4 separate regions of the Sus scrofa genome follow, and regions 1, 3 and 4 are each linked to region 2. A link is a contact called in public Hi-C and targeted proximity ligation data. All regions are on one chromosome and are shown on one strand. The core of a region is the stretch at or near the end of the contact, and the rest is flanking DNA. Distances in the headings are between cores, read along the strand shown.

Evidence for each region. Hi-C and Micro-C count contacts between places; a contact is called where the count stands out from the background.
Region 1: a targeted proximity ligation map of alveolar macrophages shows a contact between it and region 2. A contact is called at or near these places in 6 of 47 Hi-C or Micro-C datasets (differentiating spermatogonia, embryonic fibroblasts, epiblast stem cells and 3 more) and 1 of 2 datasets of targeted methods (alveolar macrophages).
Region 3: a Hi-C map of skeletal muscle shows a contact between it and region 2, with 3 times the contacts expected there. A contact is called at or near these places in 2 of 5 promoter capture datasets (fetal liver and liver), 7 of 47 Hi-C or Micro-C datasets (blood, heart right ventricle, liver and 2 more) and 2 of 2 datasets of targeted methods (alveolar macrophages and skeletal muscle).
Region 4: a targeted proximity ligation map of skeletal muscle shows a contact between it and region 2. A contact is called at or near these places in 1 of 5 promoter capture datasets (fetal skeletal muscle), 4 of 47 Hi-C or Micro-C datasets (embryonic fibroblasts, fetal heart ventricle, fetal skeletal muscle and 1 more) and 1 of 2 datasets of targeted methods (skeletal muscle).

The regions. Positions count from the first base shown.
Region 1 is chr4:75,887,814-75,890,565 of Sscrofa11.1, reverse strand. The region is part of intron 1 of LYN (tyrosine-protein kinase Lyn); the gene reads left to right. Among named protein-coding and RNA genes, the nearest start is that of LYN, 15 kb to the left of the region's middle.
Region 2 is chr4:75,760,810-75,763,516 of Sscrofa11.1, reverse strand. It overlaps RPS20 (ribosomal protein S20), which reads right to left and starts at 1,308. Exons shown (of 4, transcript NM_001129954.1): 1 at 1,186-1,308; 2 at 934-1,033; 3 at 627-700; 4 at 68-282. The coding sequence starts at 1,188. The coding sequence ends at 100. It overlaps LOC110260293 (a long non-coding RNA gene), which reads left to right and starts at 1,419. Exons shown (of 3, transcript XR_002343324.1): 1 at 1,419-2,226.
Region 3 is chr4:75,645,024-75,648,011 of Sscrofa11.1, reverse strand. It overlaps PLAG1 (zinc finger protein PLAG1), which reads right to left and starts at 1,427. Exons shown (of 3, transcript XM_021089355.1): 1 at 1,211-1,427. CHCHD7 (coiled-coil-helix-coiled-coil-helix domain-containing protein 7) reads left to right here and starts at 1,794. Exons shown (of 4, transcript XR_002343320.1): 1 at 1,794-1,943.
Region 4 is chr4:75,671,688-75,674,741 of Sscrofa11.1, reverse strand. The region is part of intron 1 of PLAG1 (zinc finger protein PLAG1); the gene reads right to left. Among named protein-coding and RNA genes, the nearest start is that of PLAG1, 27 kb to the right of the region's middle.

The sequences.
Region 1 (2,752 bases), core at 81-2,580, 130 kb before region 2:
AAAGCCATTGGGTTTGGCAGATAAACAGATTTTCAAGCTGTGGATTTGGCTGGCACTGCATCCCGGGCCTGAATGACTGCAGTTCAGTGGCAGAGCCACAGGTTCTTATCCGGTTTTGTCCCCTGGCTATTCAGTTGCTGACATTCTCACACTGTGAGTTCGATCAGAGCCTTATTTAAATACCTGTTTATTCAGCCATTAGTTAGTAAAATTAGATGGTGCTCGCCATATATAGCTTGTTTTTCTACCCATCTCTGCATAGCTAAGTAAATGTATAAATGCAAATTTATCAATGTGGGTGAGATAAGGGTGGTTTCCAGTGACCCACGAGTAATCAAACATCCTGCCGTGTGACACAGCCAGGACGTGCACAGACCTTTGAAGGAACTGACTGGCTTTGTGAATCCAGTTGTGATGTTCTCCATGAAACGGGACACGGTTTTCCTGATGCGAAGGAACACGGTGCCCTGAGGCTTAGGGCTGTTTGCTCTGCTTCTTGTGGTTTTGCCATTTATTTTTGTCGGAGGTGAGAGAGTGCCATAGCTGGACCTGCAGAACGCGCTAACCCTTGACATCCTGCTGCACCTGTTCATCATTCTGAAGACATCTTGGGATGCTCACTGGTCATGAATATGCATCCCCATCCATGCTGTCACATCCATGAGCTCTCAAGAGCAGAACTGTTCCATCTATGCTCAGAGAGTTAAAGTCTTTTTAAAAGTAGGATGAGTAGAACTTTCTATTTCATGTGAAATCTGAAGAACCCATGTAGGCAGCAGAGTACCGAGGTGCCTGGCGTCCTGGAAAAAAGTCACGGTTGTGGTCCAGAGGTCAAGGCCAGGAATGACCCCACCCAGGGGGGTGGGGGGCCATGGCTGAGCCCATGGTTTGACTGCCTGCGGTCCCTACACCAGGTTCATCTTCTTCTGGTCACAGCTTCTCCTTCTTCTTCTTCTTCTTTTTTGGCCACGCCCTCGGCATGCAGAAGTTCCCAGGCACCACAGCAGTGACTCCACCACATCCTTAACCCACGGAGCCACCAGGGAACTCCATAGCCACAGTGTCTGATGCTTGGCGGCTGTGTTTTCACTACTGGATGCGCCAGAGGATTGGAACCAGGAGGAAAGCTGGGGATGGAGGGAGGGGCGGGTAGGCCAGCGGATTGGCTAGAGCAGGCAGTTTTTCAGGGAACAAGTGCATTCCTCAGTTGAGAAGAAACCCAAAAAAGATGGGGAAACAACTTAGCTGGCTTCCCAGAGTTCCTCCTGTGGTGCAGTGGGTTAAGGGTTTGGCTTGGATCCCACTCCTGACCCCGGAACATCTACGTGCTGTGGATGCAGCCGAGAAAAACAATGATGACAACAACAACTTAGCTGGCTTCCTTACTTATCTGCTGCAGAAGGTGGGGCGTGCGCTGGTGACAGTCTAACAGCTTTGTGAGACTTGAGGAACAGTTCAAGCCAAGAGTCAGGAATCGGGTTCTACTCCACGCTTGGTCACACGTGTGTCTTGGGGCACTGGATGACGTTCCCCAAACTCTTGGCGCCTCGTTGTCCTGGTCCCCATGATGGAATAACATCCCACCGTTGCAGGATTAAGTGAGGTAACATACCTGAGAGGTTTGGGAAAAATCCAGCTCATGACACACTTGGGGCTGTTGTTTGGGCTTCAGTTTGAGCCCCTCCAGTTTTCCTTGAGTTGAGGGGATCCCTGCCCTGCTCTGGGGCCTGATCCCCCTGGATTTATTCAGTCCTCAGTAAGTGGAGACCTGGTGTACACACCAGATGCAAGTTCATTCTTCTTAAAATGCTCAAATGGCAAAGAAAGACATTTTCTTCTATTACTAGAGGGTCTTTATGAAGTTCGTAGAAAGCACGAGTTTTATAGGAAAAGAAATGGGGAGAATGAGCACCTCCCCTGGCCTGGTGCAGGGGTTTCCCAGGCCCCTCATCTGGATTTCCAGGCCCTGAAACAGCCACAATCTGATTAGCTGGATGGAGGACTAGCCCCTGACCCGGGAGCCAAGGCTGTGCAGGTGCCTGGCCACATGCATCCTGGGATCCACCTTGGAGTGGTCCTGGCCTGTTTTCTGCCCACAAGGGGACGTGCAGACGTGAGTCCAATGGGAGTTTGGACCCCTGTGACTCTTATCATTTCAGATTCAGGAGAGTAAAAATTTCTCTATTGTATCTTAGAAGGTACTTTCTGCTCCCTAGTAATAAATTACGTGATGCTTGAAGTCTTACTAAATGGTCAAGACTTTGAGATCAGGACCCAGCTTTTTAGATGCCAAGCAGACCCCACTTCACCCGTGTGCATCCGGGGGGCTGGACTGCATAGGGCCCCAGGTTACAACAACAGTTCAGTTGGTCGTCGCCTCTGTCTCACTCTGAAATTGGCCTTTTCTCTCTTTTCTTTTCTGGCCGTCCTGCGGCATGTGGAGTTCCCAGGCCAGGGGTCAGATCTTAGCCGAAGTTGCCATGTAGGCCATAGCTGGGGTAGCAGCGGGTCCTTAACCCATTGTGCCAAGCCAGGTATTGAACCTGTGCCCGGGTGCTGCAGACATGACACCACTGCCGGTCCTGTTGGGCCAGAGCAGAAACTCATAAATTTGGCCTTTTCTATCTCAGTTTCTCCTCTAGTTTAATGGAACACCTACTACTTAATATGTACTCTGAAATATTTCAAAACCCTTTAGTGATGAGATATTGGATTCTAAACCATAAGAGTCAATTTTTAAGATCAGTAAACA
Region 2 (2,707 bases), core at 59-2,558:
ACTAAATTCTACAGTAGTCTATTACTAAGATCTGTCAGTATTATCAGTAAAAGCCAACAACATTTAACAACTGAGTATCAATTTATTAAAAAGTTGGACTTAAGCATCTGCAATGGTGACTTCAACCTCGACTCCTGGTTCAATACTGATGGATGTGATCTGCTTAACAATCTCAGAAGGGCTGTGCAGGTCTATGAGTCGCTTGTGGATCCTCATCTGAAAACGATCCCAAGTCTTGGAACCTTCACCACAAGGAGTTTTTCTCGTAGTTATTCTCAGAGTCTGCAAAGACAAAAGAAACCAAGCGTCAACGGTTGGCTGCGCACCCCGGGGGACCCCCCAAGGACCATGACCCTGAAGCGTTCCATGTGAGAACTTCCCAGGGCGTCAGTCTCCCTCACAGACTGTACTCAACTCATTGTGACTAAGGCACATCCAGCGAGAAGACAACAGCGAAGCTCCAACCTCGAAAAGTTACACACTTAACCGGAACCAAATCCTACCAGCGTTCGAACCTTAAGACCTACCGCTAGCATCAAGCTTTTCTGGCTTTTGGCAGCCGAAAAAAAAGGTTCGGGTACATCAGCCCCTTAACTGGCTTCCACCCCCCGCCCCACGATTCTCACCTTGGTGGGCATCCGCACCGGTCCCTTCACTTTGAGGTTCTTCTCCTTCGCGCCTCTGATCAGGTCAGCACACACTACAAGGAAACACAGGCTGCACTCAGTTCCCTCTAGACAGAGCTCGCTGTAACGAATCTTAACGCTGCTGGCTCAGAATAGCGTATAAAACTATCACTGTAGTTCAACAGCAATTCTCTCCTCAGCGCCAGCTACGGTGCGAGCCACACAACCGAGATCGGTGGGGGCCTTGTCCCCGATCCGGCTCGCCGCTCCTCCCGCCCCACCTTTCCGCGGAGCCCACCGCACTGACCCTTCTCCAAAGACTTCACGTTGCGGCTGGTGAGGGTGATCCGAATCCGGTGAATCGCAACTTCCGGCTCCACGGGAGTCTTGCCGGTGTCCTTAAAGGCCTGTGGTCACAGGGAGGAAAAACCCACACACCTTCGGGCAACCAGTCAGTTGCAGAAATAAGCGTGCTCATCACGAGCCCCTCCCCGGGACAGGCGAGCCCCATCTTCTCCCACCAGCCCTGCTCCTAGCACCCGTCCAGAGCCCCACTCACCATGTCTGCGGCGCGGCTTCCTGACCGACTTGTTCCTCGGGAAGAGCGAACAGCGGTGAGCCAGGAGCGGGAGCTGATGGTCAGAGGCTCCGCGACAGCGCCGGCTGCGTCTTCTTCAAAGAGGAAGGCGTGAGGCCTGCGTGGCGCTTATATAGCCGGGCTCGCGTCTGCATCCGGGTCCCGCACGCCCATCCGCGCTGCCCCGGAAGAGGAAGTGTGGGTGGCTCTAAGGCGGCTGCGCGATCCAGGGCCGGAGCTCCCGCGGAAGGGGCGGCCAGGGCGCGGCTGCTCGCGCCACCTGTCAGCCGGGCGGAGTCAGAGCGCCGCGAGGTGGGGTCGGGGCGGCGCGGTCGGCGAGGTCCTCCCGGCACCTGGCGGCAGCGGTGGGGCGAGCGCGACCTGGTCTAAAACCCCAGAAACTCCTCTGCCTGGTGCGCCGACCGCCGGCCTCTGAAAAGTCAGAATGACTCCTACGCTTGTGGTTTCTGCACTGCAAAGTCCGCTTCCCCTACAAACCAAATTACACCTGCTCTTGGCAAGCGGATAACCTTTCTGAGTTCAACTCAGGTGGATATTAGGAAAAAATGACTGATAACCTGGACATGTTATTATTATTTTTTTAAATAGCTGTTATTTTTCATAGTCTGAAACACCCTTTCGTGATACTTCATCTTCTGGCTTCCAAGATCGGCAGAAGCATCTGTCCTCTGTCTGCGAAGTACCTGAGCGTGGGTTTTTCTGCTCCCAGAACGTGGAGGCAGACGCCAGGCTGCCAGGATCATCCTGGGGCTTGTTGTGCATCCGAGGCCCCTCCAGGCTCTCCACGTGATTCTAAAACATGTTATCTCCTCTCTGTCCGGATAAAGTAATGTTGGATGAGACCCTTGAGGACCTCCCTAATACTGAACGTCTATTCATAATCTGATGTGGGACAAAGTACAGGGGAAACACCAAGAGTGATCAACTGACCCGGGCAGCCAGAAGAGATGATAGGGATACATATTCTTAACGGTGATAGAGTGGTTTCATAGAACAAAATAGGTGAGTTGGCTTTTGATGCAGGGCAGAAGCAAGAGCAGGTAACCCCTTCTTATTTTACAGGTGAGCCTGAGAGCAGAAGAGGTATCTGCTCAAATACACAGAACTGGTGAATGACAGAGCTCTGACCCCTTACAATTTGGGGCCTTTCTTGAGCTTTTCTCTTCTGTTCTTTGGTGGGAAATTATACTTGAAATTTAGATAATAGCATTGAGTTATCTGATGATAATCGGACATGGCTAATACCTGGATTTTTCCTGGCTCACAAAGTATCTGCTAGACTTTGCTTTAGCAATTAACTTCAATATTAAAATTTGGCAGTTTTCCAGTTCAGTTATTTGAAAACGTCATCCATTGGCTGTAGATGCTTTATTAGTGAAGTTTGCAACAACAACAACAACAAAAATTGTATTCTTGTTTTCCTACTTGTAACCTAAATGAGACAATAATTGAGGGCTTTAATGTCTTGGCATGGCTACCAACC
Region 3 (2,988 bases), core at 178-2,677, 120 kb after region 2:
GAAAATGGCATCACTTTTTTTTTTCCACCAGGGGAAAAAAAAAAAAAAACCCGCAACGATCATTAAAAGAGTTATAAAATAGCAAATATAGTGTTTATCTTATCTCAGATCAGTCCACATTACCAATAAGTTTAGCAGTTTCTGCACTACCATCTCCCCCCCTCCCTCCCCCTCCTTCTCGAGCATCGGATTTTCACGTTTTCTCATTGTCGGTTGAGTTATAAAAGGCTTTTGCCCTTCGAAAGTTTTAAAAAATAAATAAATATTAACTCCTTGGTCCCTGCAAAGTCAAAATGGACTTCAGGGGAAAGGCGGTTCATACTTTTACCTTGAGCGAGAAAAGGGGGAGCATCCCGGATTTTTTGGGATTTTTTTGCGATTTTTAAAAAATTTTTATTTGGTTATATGCCTGAGTTCTCCCTCCATTTTGGTTGTTTATGATACTGACAACAAGCTGTCCCAGCTCTGTGCAGATCTCCTGCTTTCATTTAGCACCCCCTCCCCCCCCGCAGCCACACATCCCGGGCTCACACCTCCCCGCAGACCCCGCACCCCGACCCCGACTCGCCCACCTGAGGAAAGGGCAAAAACAAATTCATTTCTCCCCCAAAGAAAAAACCTCTTTTGAAAAAGGGGCAAAGTTCCCCCAAGTCACTCAAAGTGCCCCCCAAATATTGCCGACTGCGGGTTTCCGCCAGGCCCTTTGGGAAGCGACCTTCCCCCGGGATGTTTTGGTGGAAAATGCGGAGAGTTTACTCTCAAAACTGAATTTATATTAATTTTTCCCTTATTTTTCGGGTCTCTAATGTCTTCCGCTCTCGCTGCTGCCGCTGCCGCTGTCACAATATTCACAGCACCAGAGAGGAGGAGGAGGAGGAGGAGGAAAACTTTTCAAACTTTCCAGACCCTGAATAAAGGGTTTTTTTTTTTTCCCACCGACCTCACCTTCGGGTCTCCAGCCGCATCGCCCCCTGCCCTGTCAGAAGCGACTTCGGGAGTCCTCGCACCCCCGCTGAATGATTTTATTTTATTTTTTATTATTATTTTTCTCTCTGGGGTCCTGAGCAGGGGCTGAGAGTAGCACAAACTTTTCCTCCTCCTGCCGCCGCCGCTGCTCCTCTGCCCCCTCGGCTAGTCCCATAATTTAAATAACCCTGATATTTCTCCCGCTAAACGCCTCTCCGCCGCCCCGGACCCCGGGAGAACTCACCGCGGGGCTTTAACATCCTCCCTCCGGCCCGTCCGCCGCCTTTACACCGCCCGCGGAATTTCTAATAATTTTTTTCTCATATTTCGGGCTGGACGCGGCGGGCCTGGAAATTGTTTCCTTACGCCTCTTTCCAGCAGCCATTGTAGTGTATGCGCTGCCCCTGCAGCCCAACTTGCAGCTGCCGCCGCCGCCGCCGCCGCCGCTGCCGCCGCCGCCGCCGACGTCGCGCCCACCGCCGCCTCCCCCGGCCTGTTCGGCCACCGCCCCCGCCTCCCGCCGGCCCGCCCCCTGCCCCCGCCCGCCGCTGTGCCCGTCCCCCGGGCGCGCTCCGCCCTGGGGCCGGCCACTGGGCGCCCTCGCCGCCGGGATCCGGCCTAGCGATTGGTCCGCCGCGCCGCCCGTCAATCCAAAGCGCTAAGGGGCGGACAGCGGCGAGGGGGGAGCTGCGGGGCGGGGGCGGGGGCGGGGCCGCGCGCGCCGCCCCGCCCACTCCTCCCGCCTCGGCCCTCCTCCCGCCGGCCGGGGGCGGGGCGAGACCCGCCCGCCCCCGCCTCTCAGGACCCCGCTCGGCTGTCAGTCAGGCGGCGGCGCGCACCGATTGGGCGGGCCGCCGCCGGGGAGCGGGGGCAGCATGTTGGGATGCGCGCTACTTAAGGTCCGGCTGCGTGAGCCATTGACGTGTTTGGAGCTGGAGACGGCCTGGGCGCTGGCGAAGCCTCCGCGCGAGCGCGAGGTGAGTGGTCCCCCGCCCTTCCCTCCGCGGCGGCTGCGGGAAGAGAGGGGCTTTCCTGGGCCGCCGCGGGGCTCGAATCCACTTGTTCGGCCTGAAGCCGCTTCCCCCCGGCCTGGCCTCGGCTCGGGCCCCTTCCTCTCGCACCTCCTCCTCGGACTCGGGTCTCTTCGGGACCGGGGCGAGGAAGGCGCCCCCTGCCCGGGCACCCCCTCCCCTCCCTCCAACCTCCTCCCCAGCGTTTGGAGGGTAAGTGGCTACCCTGGCCCCCAGTTTCCTCCCTTTTCTTTGCCCCCTGCCCTTCTCGGCACCGTCGAAGGTCGAAATAAGGTGTGTTCACCTGCGCCCGCGGTCGGCCGTTGGGCGGACAGGCAGCGCCGCGGGAGGCAGCGAGGCCTGGGGCATGCTTTGCTCCGGGGTCTCCCCTCGCCTTCCCCGCCCCCTCCGCAGAGCCACCCCGACTTCCTGACCCTGCCTTTCTGCACCCAGCAGTGGCTTAAAGGGTTGAGGGCCTTGCAGGACGTCTTTCGGCTTCCCGACGGTTACCCCCGCGTTGGGGGTAGCCGCAGGCCCTGCCTGGGCTCCGACCTGCACTGGGCACGGACGTGTCGGCACGTTCCCTTCCTCCCTCCCTTGCAAAGCTGCTCAGAGAGTGGGGACGTGAACCACTTAGATGGGAAATCAAGAAATACTTTTTTAAGCCGTTGGCCCTTTGGAAAAGATTTTAGAGCTGTTCCTGAAATGTGCTGGGCCTTTGCGGCCCCTCCCTCAAATCTTTGTTTTTTTGACTGTCTTCTGCAAGTAGAGCTCCCTAACGTTTGTATGGTGCCTTCAGAAGATGAGGAGATAAAGCCTCTAACGGAATACTCCAGCTTCCCTTCAGACCCGCTCTTCATTGTAAACCGACATTTCCTCTTCATGTGTAGTTAATACATGAGGATTCATGCGAAGACGGTGACATGTGAAAACCCAAACTTAGAGTGACTTGTATTTAGAATCCGGAAGGGAAAGGAAATGAAATGGTGAATAAACTCCCAGAGCAAACCTC
Region 4 (3,054 bases), core at 347-2,846, 89 kb after region 2:
CAAATGTCTTACTTTTATAATCAGAAACAAATCTTTTAAAAAATGTTTTTTCAAATAATGATGCTGGAAAAAAAAGAACTTGAATCCATACTTCACTTGATATACAAACTTAATTCTAAATGGATCATGGACACAAATGTACTACCTAAAACTATAAAAATTCTAGAAGGAAACATAGATAAAAATCTTGTGACATTCAGTTAGTCAAAAATACGTTGGCTACAACACTAAAAGCACAACTCATAAAAGAACAAATCGATAAATTATATTTCATCAATCTTTAAAGCTGCCCTTTGAAAGACAATGTTAAGAGAATGACAAGATAAGCCACTAGAAAACTAGAAGAAAAACTTTGTGAAGCCTATATTTGATAAAGAACTTGAATTCTGGATATATAAAGAACTTCCAAAACTCAACAACAACAAAACAACCCAGTTAAAAAATGGGCAAAGCATCCGCATCAACATTTCACTAGTAAAGATATACAGATAACAAATAAGCACATTAAAAGATGCTCAGCTTCACTGATCATTAGGGAAATGCAAATTATTCCACAAGCAAATACAGCTGTCTACCCACCAGAAGGACTATAATTTAAAAAAAACCTGACTCAATTAAGTGCTGGTGAGGATGGGAGACAAACGGAACTCACACCACTGGCAAGAAGGTAAAAATGGTACAGTCACGTTTTAAGATTTTGGCAGTTTCTTAAAAAGTTACATATGTGCCTAGCAAGTGACACAGCCACTTCACATCTAAGTATTAACCCAAGAGACGTGAAGCCATGTCTATACAAAGATGTCGACAGGGATATTCACAGCAGTTTTAGTTGTAATAGTAAAAAATGAGGTACAACCTAAATGCCCGTCCGTGTGTGCATGGACAAACAAGCTGCAGTGGGTTCACCCCGGGGACCACTAAGCAGCAATGAGAAGGAACACACGACTGATAACGGTGACGTGGATGAGCCTCAGGACAACTATGCTGAATGCAAGAAGTCGGGCAGAAAAAGGAAGACATACCATCCGATTCCATTTATATACCATTCTAGGAAATACGGGCTAATCTGCAGTGACCGGAACTAGCTCAGTGGTTATCCGGGGACGGGCTGGGGTCAGCAGACATCACTCACAAAGGGCTAGGAGCGCACTTTCGGGAACAATGGCACGCTCCCTATGTTGGCTGTGGTGGTGGCTTCAAGGATGCAGCTGGAGGTCACACCCCGACAAACTACATTTGAAACACGTGCAGTTTATCAGCTATCAATTATGCTTCAATAAAGCTATTAAAAAGGCCATGTTTTCATCTTGGGAAAAGCCTAATGACTGAAGGTGAGAAAACAAATCTTCGTGTGAATTTACCGGAGTCTGCACAGAAACCCACTTTCTGTGAAATGATAAACTCAGGAACTAAATCCTTGATAAAGGCTCTGATTCAAAAGGACAAAAATCTCTCTTTCCCATTCAGAGGGGGGAAAAGAAGAGAGGAGAGGCATGCTGGCTTAAACCTAAGAGTCACATTCTAGCCTTACTAGAAAGGAAGATGTTCCAGGCAGTTTTCAGAGCCACATTCTCAGCTGTCGTCCTTGGAGGAAGCCAGCACTGTTCACCTGTTCCCACACACTCACACATGGCCTTGCATGACTTAAAGGCTCCAGGAATACACTCTAACTGGGACTGAGGCCTTCAAATTAGAGAGAGTTCTGGGGCAAGTTCCACTTATCACATACCAGAGGAAGTACCTAGTGAAGAGTTTCCATTCAGCCTGTGTACAGATCTTTCAACTATGTGAATGAGAGGTAGCCTTAAAAAGAAAGAAGGGTCATGCTGACTGGTAGGGCTGCCTTCGATTAATTAAAAAAATAAAGTAACAGTTGAACCAAGACAACAAGATTGAGGGTAAGTATGAGCCAAACCTCGGCAGGTTTGGGGGTGTATCGAGTCAGAAACTGTATGGTGGGTTTGGGTAACTTGAGGCAACTTGTTAGTTCTGGAGCCAAGAGTGAGACAGAACCGAGCCCTGAGGCTGGAAATGCTGGAGCAGCCGGGTATGACTCGTGTTACCAAGGCCTGAACATTTAAGATATCCTGATCAGCTACAAATTATCCTAAATGTAGGTGCCTGTACAATTCGCTCCCCCCACTCCCAACCCCAGCCATGTTTTTAGTTTTCAGCAAATCACAAACCTTTGTGTGCTTTTGTTGCTTTCTGAAATGGAATTTAGCAGTGATTTTCCTATCCTTTTTTGTTTTAGGTTAGCATTTTTTTTCAGAGGAAATTTGACCTTCCTTAATTATAAACTCACACCTTTGCAATGTTTGTTGACAGGTAATTAACAAAAGGGGGTTTAACCCCATCAGTGCGAGGCTTCAGGGTCCTTTCCTGAAGCCTCAGCCAGGACCTGGAGCCCCCGACCACCGCCCATTTGCAAGCCCCCACTTTGATGAGGGGTGTGTGGTACAGGGCACATGTGCCTCCATCATTGTGACCAGAGGGGCCTGACTGCCATCTCCGACTGCTCCTTTAGAACTTGGCCTTGGAGGGGACCTCAAAACTCAAATCCTTACAGGGAATCAGAGCTTAGAGGGTGGGGGACAGTGGCACAGAGGCATGGGACTTGCTTTTTCGTGAACCAGAAGCGGGTTTGAACCTGGGCAGACCCTTACCTACGTGTAACTCTAGACAGTCTGGTCTCCACAGCACCTCCTTCTGCACGATGGGAACTAAGGCCTCATGCCACTATGGGAAGTCACCGAGGTGACGTGTGTGTTGTGCGGGAGGTCTCAGGGGTTGGTTCTGAGGGCTCAAAGTGCCAAACTACTGGATTCAGTGGGTGACTCAGAAATAAGAATAAATGCTGCCCCCGAATGGCCAGATGTGCACCTAAAAATAAGGCTGTTTGTTTTTTCTTTTTTGGGGGCACAGGCTCCTACCTAGAATCACCAGAGGCAGAATCTCTGAAGGACAGACAAGGGCAGGACTTCCTGTGAAGACAGTGCCCTCACGAGGGATGTGAGTCACATTAAACCTGACTGTTGATGACACAGTCTACTT